Linked DNA regions of Mus musculus: region 1 is linked to region 2. Evidence: chromatin contacts called from public Hi-C data. All regions are on one chromosome and are shown on one strand. The core of a region is the stretch at or near the end of the contact, and the rest is flanking DNA. Distances in the headings are between cores, read along the strand shown. Region 1 overlaps Usp39 (ubiquitin specific peptidase 39). Region 2 has its middle 24 kb from the start of Sftpb.

What was found. A called contact is a pair of places that touch in the nucleus more often than the background predicts.
Region 1: a contact with region 2 is called in a Hi-C map of trophoblast stem cells, with 1.5 times the contacts expected there. The contact joins two enhancer-like sites. A contact is called at or near these places in 10 of 39 promoter capture datasets (HPC-7-derived erythroid cells, cranial neural crest, embryonic stem cells and 7 more), 3 of 15 datasets of contacts at CTCF or cohesin (CD8 T cells, the NIH/3T3 cell line and pro-B cells), 119 of 484 Hi-C or Micro-C datasets (the 3T3-L1 cell line, 3T3-L1-derived adipocytes, the 63-12 cell line and 68 more), 13 of 115 datasets of contacts at active chromatin or transcription factors (the HPC-7 cell line, the NIH/3T3 cell line, bone marrow-derived dendritic cells and 8 more) and 4 of 9 other capture datasets (adipose tissue, embryonic stem cells, liver and 1 more).

What each region holds. Positions count from the first base shown.
Region 1 is chr6:72,326,826-72,331,017 of GRCm38.p6, forward strand. Usp39 (ubiquitin specific peptidase 39) reads right to left here. Exons shown (of 13, transcript NM_138592.4): 8 at 2,625-2,692; 9 at 1,693-1,881. Among named protein-coding and RNA genes, the nearest start is that of Usp39, 16 kb to the right of the region's middle. Within about 2 kb of position 2,421, at least 5 of the 459 cell types and tissues checked have an H3K27ac peak or open chromatin away from gene starts, as enhancers often do. A contact at or near this core is called in trophoblast stem cells, where this site is marked.
Region 2 is chr6:72,278,447-72,282,985 of GRCm38.p6, forward strand. No RefSeq gene overlaps it. Among named protein-coding and RNA genes, the nearest start is that of Sftpb, 24 kb to the right of the region's middle. Within about 2 kb of position 2,400, at least 31 of the 459 cell types and tissues checked have an H3K27ac peak or open chromatin away from gene starts, as enhancers often do. A contact at or near this core is called in trophoblast stem cells, where this site is marked.

The DNA.
Region 1 (4,192 bases), core at 1,171-3,670, 48 kb after region 2:
TCTTTTTTTTTTTAAAGATTTATTTATTTATTATATGTAAGCACACTGTAGCTGTCCTCAGATACTCCAGAAGAGGGCATCAGATTTCATTATGGATGGTTGTGAGCCACCATGTGGTTGCTGGGATTTGAACTCGAGACCTTCGGAAGAGCAGTCGGCGCTCTTAACCACTGAGCCATCTCGCCAGCCCCACAGTTTTTCTTAATACAAATTTTTATCCTTGTCTGGGGATATAACCCAATAGAGCACTTACCTAACATACAAGAGGCCAAGGCTCAAACCTTAGTATGGCAAAAAACTCACATTTAGTTAAGAGACAGGAATGAAAGACTAATCGTAACTAGAGAGAAACAACCAGACAAGGCTTCCTGCTGAACTGAAGGGAGTTCAGAAGGGATGAAAACAGACTTCTCCAAAGATCCACAAGTTGCCCAAGAAAATAGAAAATATTTTCATTTTATTGCATGTGTGTGTGCACTCTCTCTCGTGAGCATGTGTTAGAGAAAGAGAGAGGGAGAGAGAGAGAAGAGAGAAATGAGAAATGTTGGGTGAATGTGAGTGTACATATGCTACAATTCACGTCTGGAGGCCAGAGGACAATTTTCAGGAGTCTGTTCTTTTCTTCTACTGTGGGCTGCAGGCATCGGACTAGGGTCTCCAGGCTTATGTGATAAGTACTTTTACCTGCTGAGCCATCTCACTAACACTCAAGAAAATACTGATTGAAAATTATAATCTGTCTACTTCAAAACCCTCTGGACAATGACCTTACAAAACAGCAAGTGAGAGACTCCCTTCTGATTCTCTGATTCTGCTAGTGAGGGACTACAGGCTGTTTCCCTTCCAAACAGCAGAGTCATTAGAAGGGCATCTAGAAAATGGAGAAATGTTTACAAAGGAAGGCATTTGGAGCTACCTCTAAAACGTTAGCAAAATAAAAGAGTGACTTGTCAAAAAACCCAATGGTACAGTGTCTAGACTGCCCTTCCAGCTCAGTAAGAGAGAAACACTGAGCAAAAGGGGGCGGAGAGAAGAGGGTCCCCACTCCACCCCAGGAGATGGCTTCCCAACAGACCAGGGACATCATTTCCAATACTGCCCACAATGTGTGCTTATGGGTAAGCACCCATATTAGTAACAAAAAACAAGAGCAAAATAGACAAATTAAAAATAATTGTTGAAGCTGGAAATGGTGACCTACACTTGTAAGTCAGAACTTGAGTGTTGGAAGGCGAACCAGGAGTTCAAAGCTCGTTCTACACAGAAAGTTCTAGGCTAACTTGCCTAGATAAGACCTTAACTCAAAAAACAAAACAGAATAAAAATAATAATTTTTGAAAGATGAGATTTCTGTATTTACTGTTTCCAAACATCGAAACTTCCCACCTCTCTCAACTCAGATACAGGCATGAGCCATGTAGGAAGGAGCTCTAAATTAAGAGTTAAACACGGGGCTGGGAGGCTTGAGAAAGGCAATACACTTAGTACGTATATGAGATGTATGCACTGGGGAGTGCCTAGAACATGTGTAAGTGTAAGTATATGACATGTATGGAAAGACAAGGCGACTGGGGAGTGCCTGGTCTGGGAGAGCTTGCCTTCTACGTCCGAGGCCCTGCCGCTAACACTATGAAAAAGATGAGAAAGTTAAAAACAAAGTGAGCGAGCAGGCAAGGGTGGTGACCTGGTTACCTTCTCCGTGATGCCGTTGAACTTGGCCAGGATGTTGAAGAGAGGCACCTGGGGGATGATGAGCTGCTCCTTCTCATCCTTATAGAGCGGGGCCGTGGGAAGGTCCAGCGTCAGGTACATGAACGTGGACTCTACCATCGTCTCTTGGTACTCATCATTGTGGAGCAGCTGCTCTTTCTCTTCCGCTGGCTGGAAATGAATGAGAGTAAGAGAGGAAAGGAGTGTGACCATGGAGCTAAGCAGAGGACACCGTATCCCGTGTGGGAGATGTACTCACATCTTCTTTAGTCCAGAGCTCAGGCAGCTGAATTCAGAACCAGCCCCTGATAATGTTTATTCAAAAACTGATGGCACGTGTGTGCCTGTGTGTGTCATGAAACTAGAAAGAGGATCGTCAAGCAGGACAAGAGTTTGTGTGACATGAAGCAAAAAAGGAACTATTTGTGGAGAAACCTGGCAGGAAGAGGCCAATGGGAACAGGGATGGCAATAGAGGAGGGGATTAATTAGAACCAAGTATAGTAACATATATGTTTAGAGATGACACCGTCAAACCTATTACTTTATAGACCAACTTTTAAAGACAAATTTGCTATCCACCTTCTGAGAGGTTTTATTTACATACCAGACTGTCTTAGAAGTTCTCAGATTACACAAGAAGCACTCAGTGGTCAGACCACTTTAACCAATAGACTACCAACCACAAACTCTGAGGTTACAGCACATTACCACAATAAGGCCAAAACTGTGAGTGTTTTGTGGAACTTCCTTGTGGGACACTTTCTGTCCACTCTCTAAGCTCCTGTGCTTCCCCAGCCCCTGAGGCAGCGTGTGTCAGGCTCAAGCCCCTGAGGCAGCGTGTGTCAGGCTCAAACGTGTATCAAGCCCCTGAGGCAGCGTGTGTCAGGCTCAAACGCTGTTCTGGATACTCACCAGATCAGGATGAGGAAGCTTTTTGGTGAAAATTCTCATTGATCCCTGGAAAACATCATTCACAATAGCTGTACAAGTAAAAGATAAATAAAAAGTCTGAGTCCAGAAAGCATGACAAGAACACATTCCCACCTTCTAAATTTCTGGTATAAACAAGAATCTCCTAGTGTAAGCACAGAAGCTTCACTTTATAACAGCTATCGTCATGATAATGGTATAGTAACCTAAGTAATTACATTATACCTCTTCCACAGGACACTCTTTGACCATTGGGCTGGGTCGTGAAAAACAGAAAACGTGCATTTGAAATGAATGTGTGACTTACACAGCTTAAAGACACACATGTGTGTGGAGGGAAGGATGGTGGAAGGGATGGAGGAATGGAGGGATGGAGGGAGGCAGAGATAGAAGGAGAGCGGGAACGAGCTTGAGTGCTGGCCCAGCAGCTGAACACTTGTTGCTCTTACAGAGAGAACCCAGGTTTGGTTCCCAGTGCCCACATGGTGGCTCACAATCACCCGTAACTCTAGTTCCTGGGGCTCCAATGTTATCTTTCGACCTCTGAGAGCACCAGGCACACACATGAAACACATAACAAAAAGCAGGCGAGCGGGGTGTGGTGGCGCACGCCTTTAATCCCAGCACTTGAGAGGCAGAGGCAGGCGGATTTCTGAGTTCGAGGCCAGCCTGGTCTACAAAGTAAGTTAGTTCCAGGACAGCCAGGGCTATACAGAGAAACCCTGTCTCGAAAAGCCAAAAAAAAAAAAAAGCAGGCAAAATAGTCATACATATAAAAACTTAATATTTTTTAAAACTATCAAAACGGATAGATAGAACAGTCAAAACTGAGCTAGAACTGGGTACAGTGGCTCATGCCTGTAATCCCAGCACTTGGGAGGTGGAAGGGGAATATCAAGAGTTCAAAGGCAACTTCAGTCACATAAGACCCTGCATCAAAACAAACAACAAACTAAACTACGAAAAAATAGGCAGAGGTAAATGGTTTGATGAATCAAGCATGCAGACCTGAGTTTGATCCCGGCACTCACCCTTTAGAAAGCTGGGTGAGGCAGTCCTTTCCTCTACTGCTAGTCCTGGACCTCCCCAGTACACACACACACACACACACACACACACACACACACACACACACACACACACAGTGAAAAGCAGTTCAACCAAGAAATTTCTCATAATCACACATACCTTTGAAGGGAGACAATATGGAACCCACACTGGACAGGAGAGAAATGACTAACACAACACAGTAAAAACCCAAAGCTCACGCATGGGCTCCTGGAATCCCAGTGAGACACAAGTTAAGAGACCCGAGAGAATGAGCATGGCTGAGTTTACCTCATGGATAGGACGAGCATTCTAGAGCAAAATACTACACTCCATCACCAGCAAAGCCATGGGAACACAGAGGACAAGAGGGCTGGGTGGGACAAGCCTATTCTCAGGCAGTGCAAACAGGAAGATTAGGAGTTTGAGGCAGCCCAGGCAACATGACAAGACCCTATCTCAAAACAAACACCACACACACAATCAATCAAATAAAGAAGAAA
Region 2 (4,539 bases), core at 1,150-3,649:
GAGACCCAGTCAAAGGAAGAAAGAAAGGGAAGAAGGGAAGGAGAGAAGGAAGGAGGGAAGAAGAGAACCTCCAACCTAAAACAACTTGCTTAGGTGAGCAGGATGCAGGGGCACAGGTGCCAGTGCCCTCCAAGGACATCTGCAGCTCTGGAAATAGAAACCTAGGGAGGAATGGCCTCCAGAGCACGGCTCTACTCCAGGTTTCAGTGAATATTTGTACCAAACTCTAAGTGGGGAACAGGACTGGAGATGAAGCTTGGTGGTAGTATACTTGCCTAGCATGTACAAGGCTAGGGGTCCAAACTTTAGCACATGCACAGAAAGAGACAGAGACAGACAGAGAGACAAAGACAGACAGAGAGACAGAGGTGAAAATAGAGACAGACAGACAGACAGACAGACAGACAGACTCGGGGACTGCCTCTCAGTGCCCCCAGCTCAGTCCAGCACCTTGTTCTGATTCTTGTCATCTCAAACCCAGACTCTGGAAGCAGCTATTTGTGGTCAGAGCCTGTGCCTAACTTAAACTGCAGGATTTGGAAGCCAGAGAGTTCCTTGGTGATTCCCTCTGTCTAAAAGGGCTAGTTAGCCACTAAAGCAGTAGGACCCCTGTTAGCTGACATAGCCTGATCGAGAGCTATGGACACTAGTCCCTGGAACGATAGCACTGGGGGACCAGCCTGTGACAACAGGAAGTTAATGCCTGTGGCCCTTAAGACCAGGCTTTTCAGATCCCCGAAAAGTAGAAATAGAAGCCAGAGCTGCTGCTGCTGCTGCTGCTTCTTCTTCTTCTTCTTCTTCTTTTTTTTCTATTATGGTCAGAAGATTCCAGAACTAGGACAAATTTAATCCACATAATGTGTGTTCTGCTCTTCAGTCCAAAGATCAAATGGGCCTTCATTATCTGACTTACCGAGTGCATAACCAAATATTTCCCTCTTTTCTACCTTGAGTTGTGATAAAGGTCAACATTAGGTGTTTTTCATTAGCTATGAAGATGGGAGAGAAGAGTAGAAACTCTAAACTGATGTTTAAGGGGTCTGAGCTTCAGTAATTAAGACATAGCTTACTTTGTAATTATGCCCCCCCCCACACACACACACACATATGCGCACACACACACTATTCTGGTGTGGTCTTTTGTTATTGTTATTGTAATATTTGGTTTGGTTTGGGGTTTTATTTTAAGATAATCTTGAGCTTCTGATACTTCCTTCGCCTCCTGAGTGCTGGGATATCAGGCATGTGCTGCCACGCCCAGGTCTGTGAACTCCCGATTACACCTACGGCTCGAGGGCAAGCACTTTACCGACTGAGCTACAACCCCAGCTTCACACAGTATCTTTTAAAGGACATCTATATGTATGCTTGCTCTTAATATTTTTCCATTTTCAATAATTACAAACATTAAAAGACATCACACATGGGGCTGGTTCAATGGTTGAGAGCACTGGCTGCTCTTCCAGAGGTCCTGGGTTCAATTCCCAGCACCGACAGAATGGCTCACAGCCATCTTTTAACCCCAGTTTCGGGAGATTTAAGAGCACTGCACACACATGGTGCACAGAATTATATGCAAACAAAACACCCTACACAGAAAAGAAAATAAATGTGAAAAGAAACAACCTTTTAAAAAATCAGAAATACATGGGGTGAGGTGCTGCGGTTGTAGTTCAGTGGAAGAGCCCTGGGCCCCAGCAGGACCACTTTCCCAAATGTTAACGATGTTTCTCCTTGTGCTAGAGATTGTACCTAGAGACTTGGGCAAGCCAGGTTCAGCCCCTAAGCCCCAGCCCTCAACGCTAACATCTTATATAGACACAGCTTAATCAGCAAAACTGAAGTATGAAAAAGGAGTAGAACACTGTTAACTTAGCTCCAGATACTAATTACAGTGCATCAATTGTCACACTGATGTTCTTTTTCCAACCCAGGATCTCAGCTGGCGCTGGCTTGTCTCTGTAGCCTCCAGTGATCTGAGACAGTTTCTTCACTCCCGCCTGTCATGATTGTGACATTTTTGAAGAGCAATGGCCAGTTACTTTGCAGAACGCTCCTCATATTTTGCAAATGTGAGGTGTGTCTGGTATTTTTCACGATTAGATTGTAGGTCTGTACGTTGGGCAAGAACACTACTGAGGAGACATTGTGTCCTCAGTCATCCCAGCACGGGGGCAGGCAGCTGCCTCAGCTCCTGATGACAGAGAGATAAGTACTTGGATTAGGTGGCGCCCAAGGGATGGGTTGCAAGCAAAGTCCCTGTTTCTCCTTTGAAAGTAACATGTTGTGTGAAGAGGCATTTTGAGAATGTGCAATGTCTTTCGTCTGTACTATCCCCACCACTACTTTCAGCTCCAGGAATGAGCCTCTAACCATTACATTACATTGCACTACATCACTCTACATTACATCACACCACATTGCAGTAGCCAAAAGCTGGGTTTTCTATTTTCAGTGTTCCTTTTCCCTTGACCAGGTAGACTTCTAGGGAAGAAAGAGTATCCTTCTTCCTTTGTTGGCTTATTCAACTCTTTGCATATGCCAGTGTGGGGAAACCGATACTAGTCTGATTCCAAATCATTATCTGCTACAGTTGTTAATTATTTGTAACTCTAATTCTCCCAGACTTGATCAGCAGAAACCTATGATGATCAAACTGTGTGTGATTCTGTCTCAAACAGAAAGAATGATATTTGAGATCAAGTTTTCATGGGGGATTGGCAAAGAGGCTCAGCAGATAAAGACACTTGCCACCAAACCTCCAAATCTAACAACTCTCACAAGTTGTCCTCTGACATCCATGAACTGTGGCGCATTCATGCTTGTGAGTACACACACACACACACACACACAAATAAATATAATAAATATATTTTTTAATTTAAGGTTTTTAATTTATTTTTATTTTATGTGCATTGATATTTTGCCTACATGTATATCTGTTTAGATCTGGAAATACAGACAGTTGTGAGCTGCTGCCATGTGGGTGCTGGCAATTGAACTTGGGTCTCCTGGGAAAGCAATCATTGCTCTTAACCACTGAGCCATCTCTCCATCCCAGTGTATATAATTTAAAAACATATTTCATTGGGATGTGGTTCAGTTGATAGAGTGCTTGCCTAGTGTGCATGAAGCTAGGTTTGATCCTCAACACTGCATGAAACTATGGTGGTAGTACTCGACTAAAACCTTAGCACTTGGGAGGTAGAGACAGTGGGTTAAAGGTTCAAGGTCATCCTTGGTTATATAGTGAGGTCAAGGTCAGCTTAGGCTACACAAGGCCTTGTCTGAAAAAGAAAGATCTCATAGTACTGAGATGTCTTTGATTCTAGTGTCTGTCAAAGAAAACTCAACTAGGAAGTGTATAAAGCCATCCTTGGCTATCTTTTGGGCCCAGTTCCAGGATACCCCATAGATATCAAAACTGATACATACACAGATTCATAATATAAGATGGTACCAGTGCTCTGAGATGTGGCTCAGTTAATAAAGTGCCTCCTGGATGTGCAAAGCCATGGGCTCCAGCCCCAGCACCACATAACCTAGTGTAGTAACTCTCCCTTGTAGTCAGTTTAAGGTCAACTTGGACTGGATGGATGGGTAGATGGGTGGATGAATAGATGGATGGATGGATGGATGGATGAATGGATGGATGGATGGATGGATGGATAAAGAGAGAGGGAGAGAGGAAGAGGGAGAGAGAGAGAGAGAGAGAGAGAGAGAGCAGTTTAATAGAAGGCAAAAACATGCAGTTCTAGCATGAAATATCTTGGGATATTTCTACCCAAGTTTCTAGAACAGGGCTGGGTAATTTCCCATGGGACATTCCACATGAGTGTAGAAAAGGGGTCAGTTTCAGATTAAATCAAAGATGGCTCCAGATGAGACAAGATGGAGGAATCTTTATGCTGTCACAACCGAACACCCTCTTCCAACCTTCTCAAGGACACACATGATGCAGACAGTCATCTGAGTCAAACACCCACACACACAAAATTTTGAAATAAAAACAAAATTTTATGTTTTTAGGAATTAATAAGAATCTGGAAATTTTTAGGAATTTAAAAATCTGGAAAAAAAGAAAATCTGTGTTCGGTATCCTTGTGGATCTCTTCCGTGGGTCTGGCTATACACACAGACATGAGACACAAGGCAAGCCATGCTTCCACGCCCTGGAGAGACACTGAGGGTGCAGGAGGTGGGTGGAGGCTCCATCCGGAGGTGCCTACACATCAAGTGACAAATCCAAGTCTTGTTTTGTTTGGGACAAGTTCTCACTGTCTAAAGTCTTACCATATGGAACTTTCTGGAATTTTTTGTTCCAACATTTCTAGTCATAGATTCGGTTACACCCTGTGCTGTGGAGTGCTTATGTCTGACCATCGCTGTGTGTAAAATCATGAGCTTATACCAGTGCCTGGCATCCGATCTTACGGAGCAGGTAGATTGTTACATGGGTTCTGATTCCACCATCCCACATAGAATTGCTTATTTGTCTAATTGTGGAATATATTTAGAAAAATTAATTTTTTCTTTTTT